Regions from separate parts of the Mus musculus genome. Here regions 2 and 3 are each linked to region 1. A link is a contact called in public Hi-C and HiChIP or PLAC-seq data. All regions are on one chromosome and are shown on one strand. The core of a region is the stretch at or near the end of the contact, and the rest is flanking DNA. Distances in the headings are between cores, read along the strand shown. Region 1 overlaps Sun2 (Sad1 and UNC84 domain containing 2). Region 2 holds the start of Tomm22 (translocase of outer mitochondrial membrane 22). Region 3 holds the start of Dnal4 (dynein, axonemal, light chain 4).

Region 1 (3,732 bases), core at 608-3,107:
GGAGTCTAGTTTGTGCTGGTGTCAAGCCTTGTGTGCTTAGCACTGTGCTGCCTGGCAGACCTGGGGCCTCGCCAGTGTAAGGACCAGGATACGGTGAATTGGTGAAGGCACACACACCTCCTGATTCCAGGGCGTAATCCACCATTCCAATCCTGTCCTCACTGTAGCGCTGCAGGGCCTGCTTGACGATCCGGTGCACCTGCTAAAACATGCCCCAGGCAGACATGGGATGTGATTGGGGCATACCAGGTACTGCGTGCATATCCATGAACTGGCCCTGCTGAACTGGCACCAGTAGTACCCAAGCAGGCTTTGTTCATTCCACCACCCACACACACTGAGCCCAGAATCTACACCTGAACCTCCAGCCAGGAGGGTCTATCATGTCCTAACACACATGAAGAGCTGGCAGTGTGAGACTTCCAGGGGAGAGGCAGCGTGTTGGGGGAACAGTCATCCCTTACCTCCTCTGTCACCCCAACTATGCCTTCTTTCTGCAGTATCTGTCCCAGGGACGCTGCGGCCTCCCTGGCTGACTTGCCCTGCATCTCAGCCATCTTGGTAAGGATCTTGTTCTCCAGCTCCTGCAGCTGAGCGTGCATCTCATCTCTCTGCAGGAGCCCGCTGCGCGCACCCCTGTCTCCAAGAAGGAACTGCCTGATCCAGTCAGGGAACTGGGATTCCACCTACAGACAAAGGCAGTGTCACTCAGAAGCTTGCACTAATGGCAGGGGCAGCTATGACAGGGTGGGTGGGCTGTCACTGGAGGAGGAAGCAGAGCTGGAAGGGAAGGCTGGAGCCCCTGAGAGAGGTGTTAGAGGCTAGGAACTCTCCAGGGAACAGAGACTGGGATTGGAAAGCATTTTCCCCAAGAGCCTAGGCCTGCATCAGATCAGCCATGCATGCGCCTCTAGAACAACAGGCCAAAGACGCTGCTCCAGCTGACAGATGCCCCCTCCCAGGCAGGTGGTCTCAGAGGGGAGGTGATTAGTAGGGCTCTGGGTACTTCCCGCTCACATCAGCCCTGGCAGCCTGGATCTTCTGTGGCAGCAGGCCCACTTCATCTGCCACCGAGTTCTGCTTCAGAGTCAGGGCAGCCAGCTCCTGCCGCAGGCTGGCCAGCTGGGCTTCCAGCCGTCCCAGCTCCTTCACAGAGCTCTCCTGGAAGGCCTCCTGGGTCATGCTAGTTCCAGATGGAGGGAAGCAAGGTAAGGCCACACTGAGGAAGGATGAGGGACCCCTGACTGACTCCTGTCATAAGCTGGAAGCCCATCACTGTGTGTGAAGTGCCAGGGCTGCCCTTGGAGTCTGGCAGTAGAACACAGCCCAGGAGCTTGGGTTTGCCTGTCTCACAGCTAATTCTGACCTGATTCTCTGTAGGCTTGGACAGCACAGTTCACAATGCCACAGCCTGCCATGCCTTCACATCTAGGTCATAAGAGCAGAAGGCATACAGAAAAGACCAGCCCACAGGCTCCAGTTTCACTGCCGTGCCTGTCCCTGCCTCCCCAAGGCCTTACCAACCTGCCTTGTACCGTAGAGGCCATAGGCAGGATCCTAAGCTAAGTCTCAGTCAACCAGGCAGAACCCTAACGGGGTGGCAGAGCAGGCCATGGCCAGGTGGCTGCCATTACCTTTTCCATTCTGTCTTCAGCTGCTGGACTCGGGCTTCGGACTCCTAAGAGCAGCAAGAAAGGGCAAGAATAAGCCAAGATGAGTTCAGAGAAGTCTGAGAGTTCTACATGGGAGTGTTTGCTTAACCACGACCTTGAACGGGTGCCCCAGCGCTTTCAGCAAAGATCAAAGCAGGGGAAGTCCTGTGAGTCTCAGCCCTTATCAGACTCATTCCCACCTAGGTTATGTTCACTGAGCACAACACACTCAGCACAGACACCACCCTTGCACCATGCACATCCCGGGGTCACTGTGGACCGTCTGTCCAAGGCAAGTTCAGGCCCCAGAGAAGGCATGAGACTATCCCACCCCCCTCTACTCAACATCCCAGCAGTATCCATGGTAGAACCAAGGACAGATGTAATTGGGTGAGATCCCAGTGCAGGGCTGCATGCCTAGCCCACTGACCTGAGAGGCCTGGACGATCTTCTTGAAGAGATCTTCCGAGTCTTGGTGATGCTCTGCCCTCAGGGTAGCCAATTCTTCCTACCAGATATGAGGACTGGTTGTTTTGGGTGTTTTTTTTTTCTTCTTCTTCTTCTTGTTTTCTTTTGAGGCAGCATCTCTCTATATAGTTATGACTATCCCAGAACTCCCTCTGTAGACAAGGCTGGCCTTGAACTCAGAGATCTCCCTGCTTCTACCTAAGTGAAGTGTTGGGATTAAAGGTGTGCACCACCACACCAAGAGGGTTTGACAGCTGCCCTCGGAATACTTGTGACTAGACATGGTCTAACTGGGTTCCTTCTAGGGTTTTTTCCGGGAGTTTCAGCTCCTGGTCTTATCTACAAGGCTCTGAAATACAAGGAATACCACCTGTGCCTGACACGTCTCTCACCATGGAAGACGGATCATCTTCATCTTGACAGGGCACCTGGCAAATGGCCCTAAGTGACACACTACCATCTCCCCCGGGCCCCATGGGGCCTCCTACATCCCACATGACTGTCAGGGTTTTCTATGGCATTGCCTTTATGAAATGTGCCACCCCACCTCCAGGCAACAATGTTCTCCCACCTGGATATGAGCCACTGTGTCCCTGCGCAAGTCCTCCTTCAGGGTAGCCTCGCGGCGGCTCACCAACCCTTCTAGGAGAGACAGGGCATCTTCATGGCTCAGGCTACTGCCTCCTCCATGGCCAGCAGCCCCCTGCCGCAGCTCCAGGCGTTCCAGCCGTATGGCCTCCTTCTGCCAGTTGGAGGAAAAGTCTGCAGCAAGGGCTTCCAGACGCCGCTCCAGAGAGTGAACCCGGGAGAGAACGCGCTGCTCAGCCTGGTGGGCCGGAAAGACAGAGCATGGGCCCAGGGCAGCACACCACAGGCTTCCCGAGTATGCGCTGCTCAGCCTGGTGGGCCAGAGGAAAGACAGAGCATGGGCCCAGGGCAGCACACCACAGGCTTCCCGAGTATGCGCTGCTCAGCCTGGTGGGCCGGAAAGACAGAGCATGGGCCCAGGGCAGCACACCACAGGCTTCCCGAGTATGCGCTGCTCAGCCTGGTGGGCCAGAGGAAAGACAGAGCATGGGCCCAGGGCAGCACACCACAGGCTTCCCGAGTATGTGCTGCTCAGCCTGGTGGGCCAGAGGAAAGACAGAGCATGGGCCCAGGGCAGCACACCACAGGCTTCCCGAGTATGCGCTGCTCAGCCTGGTGGGCCGGAGGAAAGACAGAGCATGGGCCCAGGGCAGCACACCACAGGCTTCCAGAGTATGCGCTGCTCAGCCTGGTGGGCCAGAGGAAAGACAGAGCATGGGCCCAGGGCAGCACACCACAGGCTTCCCGAGTATGCGCTGCTCAGCCTGGTGGGCCAGAGGAAAGACAGAGCATGGGCCCAGGGCAGCACACCACAGGCTTCCCGAGTATGCGCTGCTCAGCCTGGTGGGCCGGAGGAAAGACAGAGCATGGGCCCAGGGCAGCACACCACAGGCTTCCCGAGTATGCGATGCTCAGCCTGGTGGGCCAGAGGAAAGACAGAGCATGGGCCCAGGGCAGCACACCACAGGCTTCCCGAGTATGGCCACTGGAACAGCTGGGATAGGGCAGCTGGGCATAGTGACAC
Region 2 (3,732 bases), core at 417-2,916, 58 kb before region 1:
AGGAGCTATAGCTGGAGCCTCAGGGTGCACTTGTATGTCCAAATGATGTGACTTCCCCTGCCAACACTGGCACTTTAAGCAGGGTGCTGGAGTCAGAAGGTCGTAGAGCGGCTGTACTGTGAAGGACTTATGAGCTGAACGCTGCCATAGCCCTGGTCTGTCCTCTGCTCCGGGCTCAGGATTTTCTGGATCGTCTTGTCCACCCCCCAGTGGTCTGAGGGTGACATTGTACCGCTCCACTGTTTGCTCTCTTGGCAATTTTGCAATAGTTGAAAACCCTTTTACTGTTAAGCAGACTCTCTTAAACTTACGTATAAGCCGAGCACGATGTTGCATGAGTTTAATCCCAGCACTTTGGAGGGAGAGGCAGGTGAATTTCTGTGCGTTGAATGTTTTCATAGAGAGTTCCAGGACAGCCAAGCCTGGAACTTAAAAAAAAAAAAAGTAATAATAATAGATCATGTTTGTGGCTCAGTTGGTAGAATAAAGGCCTGGTTTTGATTCCTGTGTGGTGACACACCTGTGGCCTTAGTTCGAGGTGGAGGCAGGAGGATCAGAAACTCAAGGTCATCCACAAAATGAGTTCAAGGCTAGCCTGGGCTACATGAAACCGTGCTTTTAATGTGTGTGTGGGCCCAGGGGTGGGGGGGAATGAAATGAATAAGTGGTTTAAAGATGCTTGCTGCTGCAGGGTGTGGTGGCCCACGCCTTTAATCCTAGCACTCGGGAGGCAGCGGCAGGCAGATTTCTGAGTTTGAGGCCAGTCTGGTCTACAAAGGACAGCCAGGGCTACACAGAGAAACCCTGTCTTGAAAAAAAAACCCAAAAAAATGCTTGCTGCTGAGTGTGAATTTGATCCCCAGGCCCCACGTGGTGGAAGAAAAGTGTTGTGAATATTCACCAGAGAAGACCGAGTAGACATGGGCTTTAAGCCATAGAAAATCTTTATTAGCCAGTGTTTAGGATCTCAGTATAGCCTAGCAAGCCTTTCTCAGAGTGAGCTTTTAAGCACACACTCGCACATACACACACACAACAAAAAACACGGAGTCAGTTGTGCTAAGGTCTGGGGCCCTGTTACAGAGAGGATCAACTGCAAGTGTCCTCTGACCTCCATAAGTACACATATTGCTCACTTGTGGTGGTGCACGCCTTTAATCCCCGTACTCGGGAGGCAGTAGCAAGTGGATCTCTGAGTCTACAGAGAGTTCCAGGACAGCCCAGGGCTATACAGAGAAACCTGGTCTCAAAAATTAAGCCGGGCGTGGTGGCGCAGGCCTTTAATCCCAGCACTCGGGAGGCAGAGGCAGTCGGATTTCTGAGTTCAAGGCCAGCCTGGTCTACAGAGTGAGTTCCAGGACAGCCAGGGCTACACAGAGAAACCCTGTCTCGAAAAACCAAAAAAAAAAAAAAAAAAAAATTAAATAAACAAAAACCAGATCTCTCTAAAATATGCAGTTTCGGAGCCAAGCCCAGACCCAACGGCACAGAATAGCTGAGAAGCACCCGCATCTCTCCCTGAACATACTCTTACAGTCAGTTGAAATTAAGAGGCTGGCGACACCAAGGGGGCGAGCTGGAGGAGACGCCAACGCTTTCTCTCTAGCCAGCCCGGCTCGCTTCCGGAAGACGCTCTGTCCAGGGGTGGGCCGCTTCGCCTGCTCTCTTCCGCTTCCGGTGTCCTACAGCCATGGCCGCCGCCGTCGCTGCAGCCGGCGCTGGGGAGCCTCTGTCCCCCGAGGAATTACTCCCGAAAGCCGAGGCAGAGAAAGCCGAGGAGGAGCTGGAAGAAGACGACGACGACGAGGTGCTAGGGCTGGCGGGGAGCGGGGCGAGGGCGGGCGGTTGGGGCGTGGACGCCGCGAGCCGAGAGGGCGGCTTCTCCGCGCGGCACGGAAGGGCCAGGCCCGGGGCTCGGCGGTTGCGGTGCTGCTGCCGCTTCACCGACGACCCACGCCTCCTCCACCACAGCTAGACGAGACCCTGTCGGAGAGACTCTGGGGTCTGACGGAGATGTTTCCCGAGAGGGTCCGGTCAGCCGCCGGAGCCACCTTTGACCTCTCGCTCTTCGTGGCTCAGAAGATGTACAGGTAAAAGGGCCGACGGAGAGCCACCGGGAGCGGGCATGGACGGGTGACGGGTGCTGTCAAAGGACAGCGGGCCTCGGGAGTCGCAGAGCAGAGTTTGAGTGACCTTGGATTCATTGTCATACCCCGAGTGTGGTTGGTCTTCTGCAGAAGGGAGTTCTTTTTTTTTTTTTAAAGATTTATTTATTTATTTATTATATGTAAGTACATTGTAGCTGTCTTCAGACACTCCAGAAGAGGGGGTCAGATCTTGTTACGGATGGTTGTGAGCCACCATGTGGTTGCTGGGATTTGAACTCTGCACCTTCGGAAGAGCAGTCGGGTGCTCTAACCCACTGAGCCATCTCACCAGCCCCAGAAGGGAGTTCTTAACCTGGCGGGGTCGTTATGAGACTAAGGTTACGTATATACGAGGCTTATAAGAATGCACTGTATCGCTAGGTAATTACTGCTCCTCTTGCCTCTGCCAGGACTCTGGGGGCAAGGAATTGGTAGGGTACGCTTTTAGAAGATCGAGGGCGGTACTGCACGTCCTGTTCCAGGTTCGGTCCTAGCCGGAGTGCCGGCTTTCCTTTTCATGACGCCTCATCCACTCTTTCCCTCTGCAGATTTTCCAGGGCAGCTTTGTGGATTGGGACCACTTCCTTCATGATCCTGGTTCTTCCCGTTGTCTTTGAGACAGAAAAGTTGCAGATGGAGCAACAGCAGCAACTGCAGCAACGGCAGGTGAGCACATGTTCTTCTTGGCGGTGGGCCAACCGCAGAGCCCCAGGAGATTGGCACTTAACCCCAAGTGGGAGCAGGTCCCTGTACTTTCAGGTACTTGGCAGTGTAGAATTTGCCTGCCCCTCATGTGTGACAGAAGGGACCGACGACTGGAACTATGCAGTATCTTAACAGTCTTTTTTTTTTTTTTTTTCTTTTCCAGATACTTTTAGGGCCTAACACAGGGCTGTCAGGAGGAATGCCAGGGGCTCTACCTCCACTTCCTGGAAAGATGTAGATTCTTCCTTCGGTATTTGTCCTTGTGGGAGAACTTTGAAATTCATTTGTGTTTGAACTGCTGATTGTTGGAACTTTTTATTCTTTTTTTTAACCTTGGCACATGGATCTATTTGAACATAGTGGGAACTTTCTCTGTTTCTCATGGAGAGACCCCAGGTACACCTGTGCCCTACATAATGAAGTCCCTCACTTACTTCTTCCTGTTCTCACTCCAATGCTGGAGTACAGCCATGTGGAAGGTTAGCCTACTCTCTAATAAACTGCTCCTAAGGAAGTTCTTACATGCCCATTGTGGGAAAGAAGTAAGTACCCCTGACCATAAGGACTTTTTTTTAATGGAAATGTCTAGGACATGTAAGCACCGTGGCACTGACAAAATTCATTATACCTGAGTACAGAAGTCACCAGGAATCCCAGAGAGAAGGGAGGCTGGCTGTAGCTTTAGCCAGAGGGGGACTGGGCAGAGCAGGCACTCATTTCCTCTGCAGAGTTTGGCTCTTAGACCTGCTTATGTATAAAAAAGAAGTCAGCGCTCACTTTTTGTATTTAAATATTAAAAGAACTCGAACTGAAAGTGTTATTGCTGTGTTTGTGGTAGTATTTCACACCTAGGTTGTTTTAGAAAGCCAGGAACACTGCC
Region 3 (3,732 bases), core at 417-2,916, 45 kb after region 1:
TTGGAGCTTTCAGGGTGGCTGGCAGCACAGAGGTTGGGGAGTTGGATTGACAGGGATGGCAGCCAGGAAGCTACAGCGATCAGCCCAGAAAACAGGCCTAAGAGGCCAGAATGGTCTCAGGAATGGGGAGGGTGTGATACCCCACGGAGAGAGAATCAAGGTAACTTGATAACTTTCTCAGAGGGATGAGCCTACCAGAGCATGGAAGAAACCAGGTAGAACAGATAGGCAGGCCAGCTTGATGCTAGCAGCTGGCAAAATGCAAATGGAGACATTTAGTCAGGAGGAAAAGATGGCAGAGTCATGGATGGTTGGAAAAGGGAAGCTATGAATCCTCGTATCACTGTACCAACCTCTTTCAGTTTCCTCACTCCTGTACCCCAAGAATTCCTAGCCACAGGGGAAGAGCAGAGCCAGACAGCAGGCCTGAGGTTCATCTGCAGACAGTGGCTACTGAGTGGGATACTGCGCAGGAAAGCACTGGGCTCTTCCCAGGAGGGAAAGTGTGAGGTCATAACAGACAAAAAGAAGAAATTAGGGGGTGGAGGTCAGTTTATAAAGTGCTTGCTACAAAAGTATGAAGACCAGAGTTTTCTATCCCAGCACCCGTGTAAAGGGCTGGGTGAGGCGGCCATGCCTGTGAGCCCAGCATTGGAGAGGCAGCTGAGAGGATGGATCCTTGGAAGCTCATTAGCCATGAAGCCCAGTGGTGAGCTCCTGGCATCAAAGAGGGAGACCCTGTCTCAGACAATAAGGTGGAGAGTGATTGTGAAAGACACCGAATGTTGACTTCCAGCCTCCACATGTAACTGCACACACAGGAACGCACATACACACAGAAAAAAGACAAGTGAGCAAGTACCGTCTACACTGGACTGGACCCTTTGTACTTCATTTGCCAAAGGAGATGAACTTCAGACTATTGGCTTTATAGATGCACTGACTGGTGCCCAGAGAGATCTTAGGTAGTTCTTACCAATGGGAATCCAACTTAAGTTTGCCAAATTCTTTGCATTACATAAAAGGTTAGGAGAACACACATCCTAAGGGGCGTTGACAGTTAAGTCCCACAACATCATGCTAGGACGTCAGAGTCCAAAAGGCCTTTGCGACCATTCAACCCAATTTCGACTTTATAGATGGGAAGACTGAGTGCCCCCCGTCGGGCAATAGTCAGCCTAGAATCCCAGAGTATCGCCAAATCTCCAAACCAAGTGATCTGGGACGAGGCGATTTAGACCACCAGTCAGCAGCGAGGTGGTGCGGGGACAAAGTGCAGTGGGAGTCAAAACAGGGAGGATGCGAGGGCATGGAGCTAAACAGGACCCAAGATGAGTGAGGAGGAGCGGCCTGCAAAGTGGTGCTGGTGCGCAATGTCACTGCCAAGCTCCGTGGTCTCCTACGTGGGACAAGGGGAGGTCCTGGGCCGGGAACCGCGGGCTGGGGACCTAGGTGGGGCCTAGCGTTGGGCCAGGCCTTGTCCGCCCCGCGCATCCTCCCGCCCTCCCTCAGGGCCAGCCCTCCCCGCCGCGCTGCCCTCCGCACTCCGCGCCCTCACCTGCTCCCGCGGGGGCCGGAGCCGAGGCCACAGCCAGCGCACCCCCGCCAGGGTTGTCAAGGAGCGAGCCAGAGTGTCTTAGCAACCATCACGGAAGTCCCGTCCCGTCACCGGACGTTGACAGCAATATCACTTATTATTGGTGTAGAGAAGTGCCAATTAATTCCGAAGGGGCCTAGGAGGCCGGAGCTTACGCGAGGGGCGTGGCTTAAAGACCGAGGAGGTGGGGCTTCGCTCATAGTCGTCTTAAGCCTGCCGGAGCAGCTGCGGACAGGCAGAAGTAGTCTTTGTAGAGGAACAAACTTCTTAAAGCTGTATTGCCCTGGGAGTTTTCGACATCGAAAATGACAAATGCAGTTTGTTGGTGTCGTGACGCTGATCTGCTATTTTACGACGACCGCAGGAGCCTGATAACCACCAGAACTTAGGTAGTGTTTTAGTCCTTTACAGTGAGTGACTGTCTCATTGATTCGCAACACAGTGCTTACTGTTAACAGCATCCGTGATCCCGTCTGGGCCAATGTGTAGAACTAGAGAGACTGAAGGAAAGAATCAAGGCATAACCTCAGAGAAGGAATCCAGATCTTTCCCTTGTGCAAACCCTCCAGGGTTGCTTTGTCCCAGGGGCTGGGAGACACCTGTACCATCAGATGCAGTTGTCTGGAACCTGCTTCTGATTCTTGGAAAGAAATGACCAAAGAGTGTTAGAGCCTCTTGCTGAGGGGAAGGTGAAGAAGAAGAATGGATCAGTGGAATGCCCCATAATCTAAACATTTATTCTATGCGTATCATGCAATCATTAATGAAGCCCCACTAGCTGGTGATTCTGCGGAAGGCACAGTTCAGAAGGTATAGAGCCATGAGAAGAAATGGAATCGTTTCCGCGTGCTTCTATAGCAGAGACTGGCAGGGTACTGGCTCTTTTTAAGTGGGACAACGAGGCGGGAAGAGCCCAAGATGACCAGAATGCTAATGGGAGCGGGACAGCGGTAGCTCCAAGAGGCCTGGGTGCAGGGTCAACGTAGTAGGAGTGCAGGGTCAACATAGTAGGTCAAGTAGAGGGGAAGACAAAGAAAGAAGCAGGGCAGAAGAAAGAGAGGTTTGAAACACAAGTGGCCCCTGGTGTGAGGTGAGATAGAGTCATTGGTTGCTGGAGAGCTTTGGGGAGAGTGGTAACAAGGTCTGATCTGGGACAGTGGATTAACCTAGCTTGAGTGTACAGACCCAGAACACACACATTGGGCTTGGTTTGAGACTTGGCAGCAGGAATTCAGCTCAGCACACGACAGTTCCTAGCTAGCCTCCCTGGAAAGTTCTGACTGTCTGTGGCGAATCTTACTCAGCCTTCAAATTTCCTTAATCCTCTTTTCCAACTTTCTCCAGGAGATGAAGGGCAGCCTTTGAGGGGGATGACGCTCTCACTTCTGTCACTTACACAAACGACTCCCCCAAAGGGGTCCTTGTTTGCCATCCTCTCTTTCTCGCCTCCCATTCATTCTCCCGCCCACCACAATCTGGCTTCCACTCCCACGATGTTTCTGAAATTCCCTCTCTTGTGGTTACCAGTGACCTTCTGAGGAGCAACAGCAATTGTTAGACCATCTTCCTTCCCTGCTGGCAGCACCAACCGCAGAAACCTTCACACAGTTCTCTATCACAGAGGTAGTACCTATAGATCTTTCTGCAGTGCAGATTCCAGGATCTCCTGCAACGGAATGGAGGATCATAGGGTGTTTTTCTGCAGGCTACCTTGTGGGAGCTACTGGGTAACAGGGTAACCTGGCTCTCTTGTGTCCCCCAGACCTCTAATTCATTTTTGGCTCCCATCTTGGGCTCTTGCTTTGGTCCTTAATATTACTGTGTTTTTCTGACAAGTGGTTATTGTTTCCATAGGAAATGTCAGCCAAGGGCTTATGGTTTGCACATTTGCTTTCCAGCTGATAACACTGTTGCAGGTGGTGGAACCTTTGGGACATCAGACCTAGCTGGTAGGCAGCTAAGGAACATGCCTTGAAGGTTACAGCCCTGCCCTGTCCTGCCCTGCTTCCTGCCTTCCTCTCGGCTACTGGAGCCACCAAGACACAGGAGCCACATCCTGGTTGACATGATTCCCCTCTCTATTATAATGACACTACCTCTGGATTTTAAACCGAAAGAAACTTTTTTTCTTTTTT

Evidence for each region. Hi-C and Micro-C count contacts between places; a contact is called where the count stands out from the background. HiChIP or PLAC-seq counts read pairs in DNA pulled down with a chosen protein or histone mark.
Region 2: a contact with region 1 is called in an H3K4me3 HiChIP or PLAC-seq map of the SCID.adh cell line, with 13 read pairs. The contact joins the promoter of Tomm22 here to the enhancer-like site in region 1. A contact is called at or near these places in 12 of 39 promoter capture datasets (the 3T3-L1 cell line, the C10 cell line, the HPC-7 cell line and 6 more), 1 of 15 datasets of contacts at CTCF or cohesin (CD8 T cells), 10 of 484 Hi-C or Micro-C datasets (the 4T1 cell line, bone marrow-derived dendritic cells, brown adipocytes and 6 more), 10 of 115 datasets of contacts at active chromatin or transcription factors (the 230-238 cell line, CD8 T cells, the HPC-7 cell line and 5 more) and 4 of 9 other capture datasets (adipose tissue, embryonic stem cells, liver and 1 more).
Region 3: a Hi-C map of CD8 T cells shows a contact between it and region 1, with 2.0 times the contacts expected there. The contact joins the promoter of Dnal4 here to the enhancer-like site in region 1. A contact is called at or near these places in 3 of 39 promoter capture datasets (embryonic stem cells, macrophages and neutrophils), 3 of 484 Hi-C or Micro-C datasets (CD8 T cells, liver and nephron progenitors), 5 of 115 datasets of contacts at active chromatin or transcription factors (the 230-238 cell line, embryonic stem cells and trophoblast stem cells) and 4 of 9 other capture datasets (adipose tissue, embryonic stem cells, liver and 1 more).

Annotation. Positions count from the first base shown.
Region 1 is chr15:79,727,399-79,731,130 of GRCm38.p6, forward strand. Sun2 (Sad1 and UNC84 domain containing 2) reads right to left here. Exons shown (of 18, transcript NM_001205345.1): 9 at 2,692-2,946; 10 at 2,083-2,160; 11 at 1,635-1,678; 12 at 1,018-1,183; 13 at 465-686; 14 at 118-202. Among named protein-coding and RNA genes, the nearest start is that of Sun2, 13 kb to the right of the region's middle. Within about 2 kb of position 1,858, at least 39 of the 459 cell types and tissues checked have an H3K27ac peak or open chromatin away from gene starts, as enhancers often do. A contact at or near this core is called in CD8 T cells, the SCID.adh cell line, cerebral cortex and 1 more, where this site is marked.
Region 2 is chr15:79,669,202-79,672,933 of GRCm38.p6, forward strand. It overlaps Tomm22 (translocase of outer mitochondrial membrane 22), which reads left to right and starts at 1,667. Exons shown (of 4, transcript NM_172609.3): 1 at 1,667-1,807; 2 at 1,972-2,090; 3 at 2,696-2,813; 4 at 3,016-3,661. The coding sequence starts at 1,691. The coding sequence ends at 3,090.
Region 3 is chr15:79,772,801-79,776,532 of GRCm38.p6, forward strand. It overlaps Dnal4 (dynein, axonemal, light chain 4), which reads right to left and starts at 1,667. Exons shown (of 4, transcript NM_017470.2): 1 at 1,559-1,667. Gm30977 (a long non-coding RNA gene) reads left to right here and starts at 1,728. Exons shown (of 4, transcript XR_875488.3): 1 at 1,728-1,986.